Regions from separate parts of the Mus musculus genome. Here region 1 is linked to region 2. A link is a contact called in public promoter capture Hi-C data. All regions are on one chromosome and are shown on one strand. Each heading gives the region's core, a stretch centred on a gene start, on an enhancer-like site or on the middle of the called end of the contact. The rest is flanking DNA. Distances are from core to core; before and after follow the strand shown. Region 1 overlaps Mrvi1 (MRV integration site 1). Region 2 holds the start of Rnf141 (ring finger protein 141).

Region 1 (5,002 bases), core at 1,792-4,291, 47 kb before region 2:
AGGCCACGGAAGTGATGATGCAGTATGTGTATTTGTAAGAATATTGCAACAGTCCGGGGCAGGGTTGGAGTCTGGGCAGTGGGGCAGAAAAGGCCTAAACTAAGTGAGATATTCCCGTGACAAACAGCAGATGCGTGGCAAGACACACGCTTCAGTGATTCTTTTCTTAATGTTTTAGAAGTTCTAGACAAATTGGTGTAAGACAGAGAAGGGCCACCTGAGTTTGCTCAGGGAATCAAGGATGGATACCTCCTGGGAGGTCATCTCTGCAGGGTTTTAAAGTAAAAGGAGGAAGAGGAAGAGGAGGAGGGGGAGGAGGAGGAGGAGGAGGAGGAGGAGGAGGAGGCAGTATGTGTAAGATGTGGAGGAAGCACAGGTTGCAGCGCAAGGCTGACCACCGTCCAGGCCATAGTAGTAACCATGCCTTTGCCCTGTAGAACAGGGAGTCGGTCAGAAGCATGTCACAGGACACACCCATACTTTATGTTTGTACTACTCTGACTTCATCGAGCACAGTGTGTTTGCAGAGTATCAAAGCTGAAGTCAGGAAAGATAAGCTCAGAGGTTCTTGCTCAGTCCAGGAGGAAAATGATAGTACGTTGGACCAGAATCTCTCCCCAGATGCTGCTAGGGCTGTGAGTCTGGTCCAGGAGAGTGCTAGCTGGAGAAGCAAACAGCTTGTCACATTAGGAACTCCTGCGGAATGCAAACATCCGTGTTACCAAGAACAGGAGGAGGGAAAGTATAACAGACCGAAACCCTTTATAAACAGGAGGTTCCGCAAGCTTCCTGGGGATATCAGTGAGACTTGCCAGAGTCCAAAGGCCATGTACATGTGCTCAGGGCTGTCTGCTTTGGATCTTGGCAGCCAGGTTCCCCAGCCACAAGCATCTGGACCCCTAACAAACTGCTCTCGATACAAATGGAAAGTGGATTCCAAGAAAACCCTAGCATGTAGGTTCGGGTAATTATTTCTGTACAAGGCTCATATCTCCTGTAAACTAATGTACCAGAATTTTGCGGATGAAGTGATTGTCATTATAGAGGAATCTTGTAGAGGAATCCTAGCACCTGGGAGGCAAAAACAGGCTTACTGCAAGTTTGAGGCCAGCCTGGGCTATAGAACAAGAGCCTGTCTCTCGCTATGCTCTATGGGATCATCGGTTACCCAGGGGTCTCATTCATCCATTCTAAGATGCTTTTTGAGCACTTTTGGTATGCCCTGAATGGCATAGCCCCAGTCCTAGTGCTACAAGAAAAGGAAGCAGACAAGCACCAGTTACTCTACTCTGAGCTCAGCAGAAAGGCCGCAGGGACCATCAGATGAAATCAGATCTGTCCTGAGAGTTTGTTGCCTGTGGCACTGGGCTGAGGGTTGTCGTGTCCAGGGAGGAGAAAGACACTGCCACAGGCTGTAAAAGGTTAGAGAAGGAAAGGATTGGTTTACTCTAGGAGAGAGTAGATGGGGATGGCTTTCTGGGCATGGCCTGAAGTCACTGATGTGGAGTGTAGGCACACAGACATGGGCAGGATAGACAAAGGACATAGGTAGGTCCCGAAGCTTGCTGGCTAGCTAGTCTTGAGAATGGTGAACTCCAGGTTCAGTGAGGGGTCCTGCCTCAGAAAATACAATGGAGAGCAATAAAGGGAGACACTCTGGCTTCTATATGCACATTCTCCTCACATACCACACATAGCCACACAAGCATGTTCATACAGCACACCCACCCACCGGAAATACAATAAGCAGACTCCTGGGTGAGATGGGCTCTGTAGAGTCCCATGACCCAGTCTGGGGGCTGGGAAAGTGCTAGCCAGAGCAAAGGGCTTCAAGAGCCAAATCCTCCAGAGAATAAGGGCTGGGGATATCTAGTCCCACTTTGGTTTTTCCAAGCTCTTCCTCCACTGTGGCTGCTGCAGAGAGGCGAGCATTGGTGAATCTAGACATAGAGCAGGTGTGCTGTGCTATGACCATTCTCAAACAACATCTTTTTTTTTTTTCATGTGCGTCAGTGTCAAATCCCCCGAATCTGGAATTACAGACAGCTGTGAGCCGCCATGTGGGTGCTGGGGATTGAACCCAGGTTCTCTGGAAGATCAGCCAGTTTTCTTAACCACTAATCTATCTCTCCAGTCCCGGACAGCATATTTTTTAAAAAGCCTTTACATGACTTCTGGCAGTCTGTCTGTCTATGACTGAGACTTATAGTGAAATAAAATATCCCTGATTAAAAGATAAGTTGCTCATAAAGACCACATTTTTGGAACATGCAACATGCTGATCATCTGCATTTTGGATTATTTCCCTTGAACAAACTTCTAGAAATATGAATACTAGCTGACAGAGGGGAGACTCTTTGTAGAGGTAAAGGGGACCAGTGGGCAAGGGACAGGAGGGCTGTGAGGAGGGCAGACATAAGCCTAGTAGAATGACATAATGTGTGAAAAGGTTATAATAAAATGTATTATTTTGTTTACTAACTAAAAAGCTAATGAAATTAAAACATTACTAGATTAGGAAAGTAAATATTTATAAATAAACTATTTTCAAGTAGTTCATTGACATGGTCATTTAGTGGGTTATGCTAATGGTTGAGATTTGTAGTACACTGATGGCCAAACTTGTTCTCTCTTCTGAAATATATTTATAATTTTATAGACATAAATTGTTTTATCTCATAAATTGTTTGATTCAAAGTTTGATGCCCTTCTGTGCATTTGTTAAACATTTATCCTTTTATTTTGTAAATTCTCTGATTATCCCAGCTACAAGGTTGGAAATGTATTTGAACTCTTCACATATAGAGAATTTTTTCTGGTTCTGCTTTTTGGGGTGACCAGAAAACTTAAAAATCCTTTATCCAAAATGCTTAAACTTCCTGCTGGACAAAATAAAACAAGGCACCTAAAAGAACAGCTGAGCCCACAAGAAACAGCCAGAACCAAGAAGAGAACTGAAACCACGCTGACCCTGCGGCTTGCTGAAGCCAGAGCCGCCCTGCTTATCTGGAACTGTTCGTTTTCAGTACTAGCTGAGAGCAACCTTTGAGCCCTGGTGCCCGCCGAGTGGACAATGAACTCCGTGTGCAAGGCTAGGACCTTCTAGGGACTGTGCCTTGAGGTAGAATCTCTGCAGGGAATAAAAAGCCTCCCTCACCAGCCAGCAGCAAAGCAAATGTGGAAGCTTGCCTCTTTCCCCCTGTACCCTGGGAGGAACAAATGCTCTCTCCTTCCTCATAGAGAAAGTACATGAATGACAGCCACAGTGGTGCAATCTCTGGGGAATTGGAAAGAACATCGGGAGGAGATCTCCAGGAGCACAGTCAGCCGCTACAGAGAGGCACACCCTGCACCAGCACACACAGAATCCTCCATAGGGCCTGGATGAAGACGAGTTCACAGCGCAAATACACAATGGAACAGTCCACCGTGGACACAAATCAGTAGACCCACCAAATATAAGATTGTGTTTACGAATACCAGATAGTCAAGTAATTAGAATTTTAAAATCAGCAGAGACATGGAAAGGCAGATGGCAAACACAGGATCAAATAACAGTTATGACAGAACTACAACTCAAAACAAGGGGTCAGGGGTGAGGGAGACTCGGTAGGTGTGATAACCATGGTAGAGGAGGTTTCTCAGTATTCTGAATTCCTCTCCCCTGTCTTATTTTCCACCTCCTGGAGCAGCGGTTCTCAACCTTACTAACGCTGCTTCCTTTAATAGGATTTCTCATGTTGTGGTGACCCCCAGCCATAAAATTATTTTCATTGCTATTTTACAACTGTAATTTTCTACTGTAATGAATCATAATGTAAATATCTGATATGTGGGATATCTGATATGCAACCCCTGAAGGTTGGTTGATCCCTAAAGGGGTCTTGACCACAGGTTGAGAAAACCTTCCCTGGAAGATAGATCAGGCATTGTGGAGAGCTTTGTGGATGAGCCGAGTCACGTCTGGCTGAAGCCCATAAGAACTGGTGTGCACACGACCCCAGTTTTCTTCCTCCTGATCTGATGAGCACCACCCTTCCAGAATATTAACCTGTTCATTGTGACTGGAAGATTTGAGAGAGTTACCCAAAATGCAGTTGAATGGATACAGTGATTAAAACACGGTAGATAGTGTTTGAGACACGGGGTATGGGAGAGAGCCTACAATCCATTTGCCGTGTGATCCATAAGGGGAAAATTCGGCACAGGAAATCTTCAAAGAAATAACCTAGCATCTTCCACACAAATCACTGGATTCAGCAGTGTAGTGAAGTCTATCAGGAAAAAACTACAATCCACGTGAAATATAAACATCAAAAAAAAAAAAAAAAGATAAAATACAGAGTGAAGAGACAGCCTGGTGGGTGCAAACCCTGGCTGGGCAAGCATGGGGACCAGAGTTTGGATGCCCAGCACCCACACAAAGCTCAAGCGTGGTGGTTTGCGCCTGTAACTCCAGCTCTGAGGAATTGGAGGCAGGCAAATCCCAGGACCTCTCTGACCAGCCAGTCTAGCTGAAGAAGCAAGATCCAGCTTCAGTAAGAAGCCTTGTCTCATGCCCAGTGTTAACCTCTGGCCTGTTTAAGCATGAACACGCACACATATTCACGCACACGTTCAGGTGTGTACACCACAGACACAAACAAAAGGAAAGGGAAGGGAGGGGAGGGGAGGGGAGGGGAAGGGAGAGGAAAGGGAGGGAAGGGAAGGGGAGGAAAGGGGAGGGGAGGGGAGGGAAGGGGAAGAGAAAGGAAAAGCTAAGTGAAGATCTTAAACGTAATGAGAAGAACATTTGTATATAGATAATTCTCAACTCTCAAGAGCAACAATAGCACCAGAAGACAGTGGTTTGACCCCTCAAAGTCCTGAGAGGAAATAGACAGGTGGTCATGCAAGGCTTAGGGCTGGGGATAATGATAAGAAAGGGGTCTTTTCATAGGTCCCTACTGAAAGGACAATTAAAGACTATACTAGAGTTGGGGGGCGGGTGTTGGGTCTCAGA
Region 2 (5,136 bases), core at 1,826-4,325:
AGGAAGTTAATAGTGTTTGCCACTCACAGTCTTCCACAGTATTCCCACAGTCCTGACACAGATGTTCAGTGACCTTACAGACTGATAGGAGTCCTAGGACATACCTTCCTAGAAAAAAAAATATACATTTCAAAAGTCAAAATGCATCTGAGTATCCCTATGGGACTGTATTCACTTCGAGTGCATTCAATTCTCATATTATCACTGAATGGAAAATTCCTAAACTGTGAAGCTCTGAATACTCATAACAAATTACACTGTTTATTGAAAAAAAAACAGTCTTTCATATAGGCAGATGAACTTGGAGACTTCTTCTATAATTCTTATGATCTATCTATCTATCTAATTTTCTATAAACATTTTAACACTTTTATTATATGTAAGATAAACATTACTACAGAATAACCTTATGACAGAGGATGGTTAATCATGTATACTTTGTGGTTGATTTGGATAAGAATGGACCCCACAGGTTTGCATCCCCAAAGGAGGAACAACAATATGATCTAACCAGTACCTCCAGAGCTCCCTGGGACTAAACCACCAACCAAAAAAATCACATGGTGGGACTCATGGCTCTAGCTGCATATGTAGCAGAGGATGGCCTAGTCGGTCATCAATGGGAGGAGAGGCCCTTGTCCTGTGAGGGTTCGATGCCCCAGTATAGGGGAATGCCAGGGCCAGGAAGTGGGAGTGGGTCTGTTGGTGAGCTAGGGGGGAGGGTGAGGGGGTTTTGGAGGGGAAACCAGGAAAGGGGATAACATTTGAAATTAAAATAAAGGAAATATCAAAGAAAAAAAGAAGAGTCATATGGAAGAAAAAAAAAGAATGGCCCCCATAGGCTCTTATATTTGAATGCTTAGTCATCAGGGAGTGGCACTATTTGAATGGATTAGAAGGATTAGGAAGTGTGGTCTTGTTAGAGAGAATGTGCCACTGGTTTGAAGTTTGAAGCTTTGAGGTTTCAAAAGCCCACTCCAGGCCCAGGGTTTCTCCTCAGCCTGTGGGTCAGGATGTAGCTACTTCCTCTGCATCATACACGCCCTCATGCTCCCTGCCATGACGATGATGGACTAAGCCTCTGACCCTGTAAGCCACCCCCTAGTTAAATCCTTTCTTTCATAAGAGCTGCCATGGTCATGGTGTCTCTTCACAGCAACAGAAAGTGACTAAGACATATGTTTAGGTAACACTATTTAATAAAATAGTGATCTTATTTTGTTTACCATCTGGGTTCTTCATTATGTTTATGCAAACATAAAAAGGAACTTGTTATGCTAAGCAGCGGCTGCCTAGACTGGTCATTAATTATTTTAATATAACTACCACGTTATATCACCTTGGTCTTGCAATCTCTCCTTTATTTCAGTCTTTGTGGTGCTCACTATAAAAAGGAATACAGGTCCCACTTTATAAAACTGTGCTTTATGGAGACTATTTTTTTTCTGACTGGGCTCAGGTTAGACAAAGATATGAACCTTTAAAACATGAAGCAGCTACATCTTTACCCCATAACTTTTTGGGAATGTAGTTGGCATATACTAAACTATATATGAGTAAGGTGTACAATTTGAGAAGTTTTCATATTACATTCATGTCTGTGGTGTCATGCTCTAAGACAGTGAACATAGCCAATACCCTAAAATGTTTCTTCTTACCCTTTGAAGGTTTGGAGGACTTGTGTTTGAGTCTGAGCCAAGGCTTAAACATGCTAGGCAAGTGTTTTACCGTTGAGTCAGCCACCTCTAGTTCCCATTCTAACACTGTAGTGTTTCCTACCTGACACCACCCGCTAAGCAACCACTGATCTGATTTTGCCACTAAAGATTCCTGGGGGCGGGGGCTATTCTAGAAAATTTTTTTGGAAGGTCTATCTTCTTTCAGCCTAAGTATTTCAGGCTCATCCACATTGTTAAGTGTGTCAATCATGTATTCTTTATTATTGCTGAGTAATATTCCATTGTGTGACTTTATTTCAGTTGTTTTCCATTCACCTGTTGATATGTTGTCATAGGGTTTCTACTGCTGTGAAGAGACACCATGATCAGAGAAACTCGTATAAAGGAAAACAATTCATTGGGGCTGACTTAGAATTCCGTGGTTTAGTCCATAATAGTCATGGTGGGAAGCATGGCAGCACACAGGCAGACATGCTGGAGAGGTAGCTGAGAGTTCTACATCTGGATCAGCAGGCAGCAGGAAGAGAGAGTGACACTGGGTCTGACCTACGCATCTGAAAACTCAAAGCCCACCCCTAGTGACATATTTTCTCCAACAAAGCCTTATCTATTGCAGCAAGGCCACACTTCCTAATAGTGCCATTCCCTGTGGGCCTATGGGGACCATTTTCATTCAAACCACCACATCAGGTATCTGATGTTGGTGTACTAGTCTTCATGTGGATCTATTCTAGAAGCAGGATGACTGGACTATGTGGTTGGAATGTTTGTGCTTAGGTTTTAAAGAAATGGCCACAATCTCGTTCCACAATGATTGTATCATTTTACATCCCCAACAGACAATCTGAACAGATTTGTTCAGCATCTTTGTCAATATTTAATACAGTTCTTTTCATTTTAGCCACTGTGGTATTGTATTGATAATTCACTTCCCTTCTAATTTGCATAATGGTCTCAGACATCATTTCATGTGCTTATTTGCTATCCATAAATCTAAAAGGCTAGTCTAGTCTTTGGCCATTTAAAAAAATTGTGGGTTTTTTTGTTGTTGTTGTTGTTTTTTTTTTTTTTGGGGGGGGGAGGGGTAAGAATTGTGTATTCTAATTAGAAGTCCTTTGTTAAATATATTTTGCTTTTCCAAAGCCTGTGACTTGCCTCTTCATTTTTTTGTCCTTTTTTACAAAAGTATTTAATTTTATTGATTTCTATGTATGTGACTATTTTGCCTACAGGTGTGTGTCAGCAGCCTTGAGCTACAAAAACCTCCAAAGCCAACAGGGGGGGGTGGAGCTCCGTCTCCAGGCAACGCGCGAGGGCGTGGCCTTACGTCACTGAGGTGCGACTGGTTTGCGGGCCGCGCCGCTGCCGCCTAGCGGGTTTAGCTAAGCAGCAGCCGAGGCGGTGTCCCTGGTGCGAGGAGAGCGATGCCTTGAACTGGGTGAGCCTTGCAGCGCCGCCCCTTCGCTGTGTCCCTTCCCAGCCACTCCACGGTCCTGGAGTAGGGAGTGGAGGCCCGGGCAGCACCAGGGTGTGAAACCGGGCTTCAGAGGAGCTAGGGCCCCTTGTCAGGGCCTCGGCTGCGGGCTTTGGGCACCGATTCCTGGGCGGGTGGAGACTCTGGGTCCGCCTTCTCGGTGGCGGTGGAGACTCTGGGTCCGCCTTCGCGGTGGTGCTGAGGAGAGCTTTCAGAGATCAGCTCGAGCGGTTTTGAATCTTGGCGCTGGCGCACTGAGCAGTTTAGCTGTTGGTTAGCAGAGCAGGTGCGCCAAGGAGGGGCTGAGGGGCGGGTGCTGGGGCCAGGGCGGCAGGGTGGCCACAGGGCAAGGCTTCTGAGGGAGAGCCTGGGCCCGTGGTGTCGGCCAGCCCTCCTACTAAACCCGCCCCGGCAGTGCACCCGGGCCCTTGCTTGTCAAGCTAATTGCTACCTTTTGAGGACCGACATTAAAAAAAAAGTTTCCTTGCTAATCATAATTGTAGGGTAAGTTGCCTTCTGTGTGCAGTTTCATTACAAAACTGTGGGGTTACTGTTGTTGCAATTTGTCTCCAGCCTACCTTCATATTCTTCATATTCCGACCCAGCCCCATTTCCTGATGCCCAGCATTTCTTGTCCTTCTTCTGGAGTACATGTAGCTCCAGTAACACTCCCAGTTGCTTTTAATCCGTGCTTCTCAAACTAAGACCATCTTTTCCACACCCCCTTACCGTGCTTGCTATAGAATGAAATTCACCCTTTAGACTTTTACTTGGGCTTGAACTGTCACCCGACCAATGGTCCTGATAGTTGTCCTTGAAAAGTAATGCCTTCTGAATTCAGAGCCCTCAGGACTTGCGTGGATTTTGTTTTACCCCTTTTGTGCTGGCTGGTTTCGGTTTCTGTCTTAACATGATTGTGTTTTTCAAGACTATGTTATCTTTGTCATTTGGCGTAAGGGAACCATATATATAAGGGACATATAGGATAGATATTCTCTGAATATATCTAAATTCTTTTAACTAGAGGAAGTTGATTTCTCTTTCTAAAAAGGTAGAGAAGGTGCAAAGAGAATATTTTTCTTTCTAAGTCAGAGTGTACTTACTACTTGGTGTGTGCTTTGTCAGGCTGTCTATAATACTTGCCAATTTTCCAAGAATCCATGAAAGGATGAATGGATAATCTATAAGGAAAATTAACAACTGGTGCTATTAGAACTCCAGCACTTACTCAGTACTCTGTTTGTTTATAGGTTTTCAGGTTTTATTTTATTTTATTGAGATTTCTTTAGTTTTATTTCTCCTCCTTAATACCTTTGACCCCAGAACAGGCATTCTAGATTCTATACCGACTCTGACCAGCCTAATCATTGGATATCTGTATAAACTTAGAGTTTGTATAAATAGTGAATAATAAGTTAAGTAGTGTCATTCGAGCCCCAATTGTAGAACTTAGTATGTATTACTAAGATGGAAGATGGTACAAAATTTAACAAATTTCAAAGGTGCCTTTGATACCGAAGTCATTGTTGACTAGTCATCTGATGTGACACCAGAAGTCAGCCTTAGGTCTGGATAGACTACACACCTAGTGGCCAGCAAGTCCCAGGGATCTTCCTGTCCCTGCACACACACACACCCGGCCTGGCACTAAGATCACAAGTGTGCCACTGCGCTGTCCTTTCACATGAGTTCAGGGGTAGAACTGAGGCCCGGGTGCTTCCTGGAGGTCCTTTCCCAGCTGAACTCTCCAGCCCTCACCCAGTTGTCTTGCACTTTGATGGGCTCAGTTTTCCTCTGTGTCATTTCTGAATGACTTATGTTTCACATTTTCAGGGAGTTCCTTGGGTGAGTATTATTAGTGATGCAGTTGTGTTTCTTATAAGGAATACTTGAACTTCAACAACTCATTTGTTAGAAAAAGAAGCAATTGACTGTGTGTGCCACCCACTGAAGAATGTGGCACATCCTTGGAATCCTTGATAT

The links. Promoter capture Hi-C pulls out the DNA fragments that hold promoters and counts their contacts.
Region 1: a contact with region 2 is called in a promoter capture Hi-C map of liver, with 2.3 times the contacts expected there. The contact joins the enhancer-like site here to the promoter of Rnf141 in region 2. A contact is called at or near these places in 9 of 39 promoter capture datasets (the C10 cell line, the HPC-7 cell line, embryonic stem cells and 4 more), 1 of 15 datasets of contacts at CTCF or cohesin (CD8 T cells), 13 of 484 Hi-C or Micro-C datasets (bone marrow-derived macrophages, embryonic stem cells, liver and 4 more), 15 of 115 datasets of contacts at active chromatin or transcription factors (CD8 T cells, the HPC-7 cell line, the SCID.adh cell line and 10 more) and 3 of 9 other capture datasets (adipose tissue, liver and pancreatic islet).

What each region holds. Positions count from the first base shown.
Region 1 is chr7:110,889,885-110,894,886 of GRCm38.p6, reverse strand. The region is part of intron 15 of Mrvi1 (MRV integration site 1); the gene reads left to right. Among named protein-coding and RNA genes, the nearest start is that of Gm16336, 13 kb to the left of the region's middle. Within about 2 kb of position 3,041, at least 56 of the 459 cell types and tissues checked have an H3K27ac peak or open chromatin away from gene starts, as enhancers often do. A contact at or near this core is called in adipose tissue, bone marrow-derived macrophages, liver and 3 more, where this site is marked.
Region 2 is chr7:110,842,320-110,847,455 of GRCm38.p6, reverse strand. Rnf141 (ring finger protein 141) reads left to right here and starts at 3,075. Exons shown (of 6, transcript NM_025999.3): 1 at 3,075-3,117.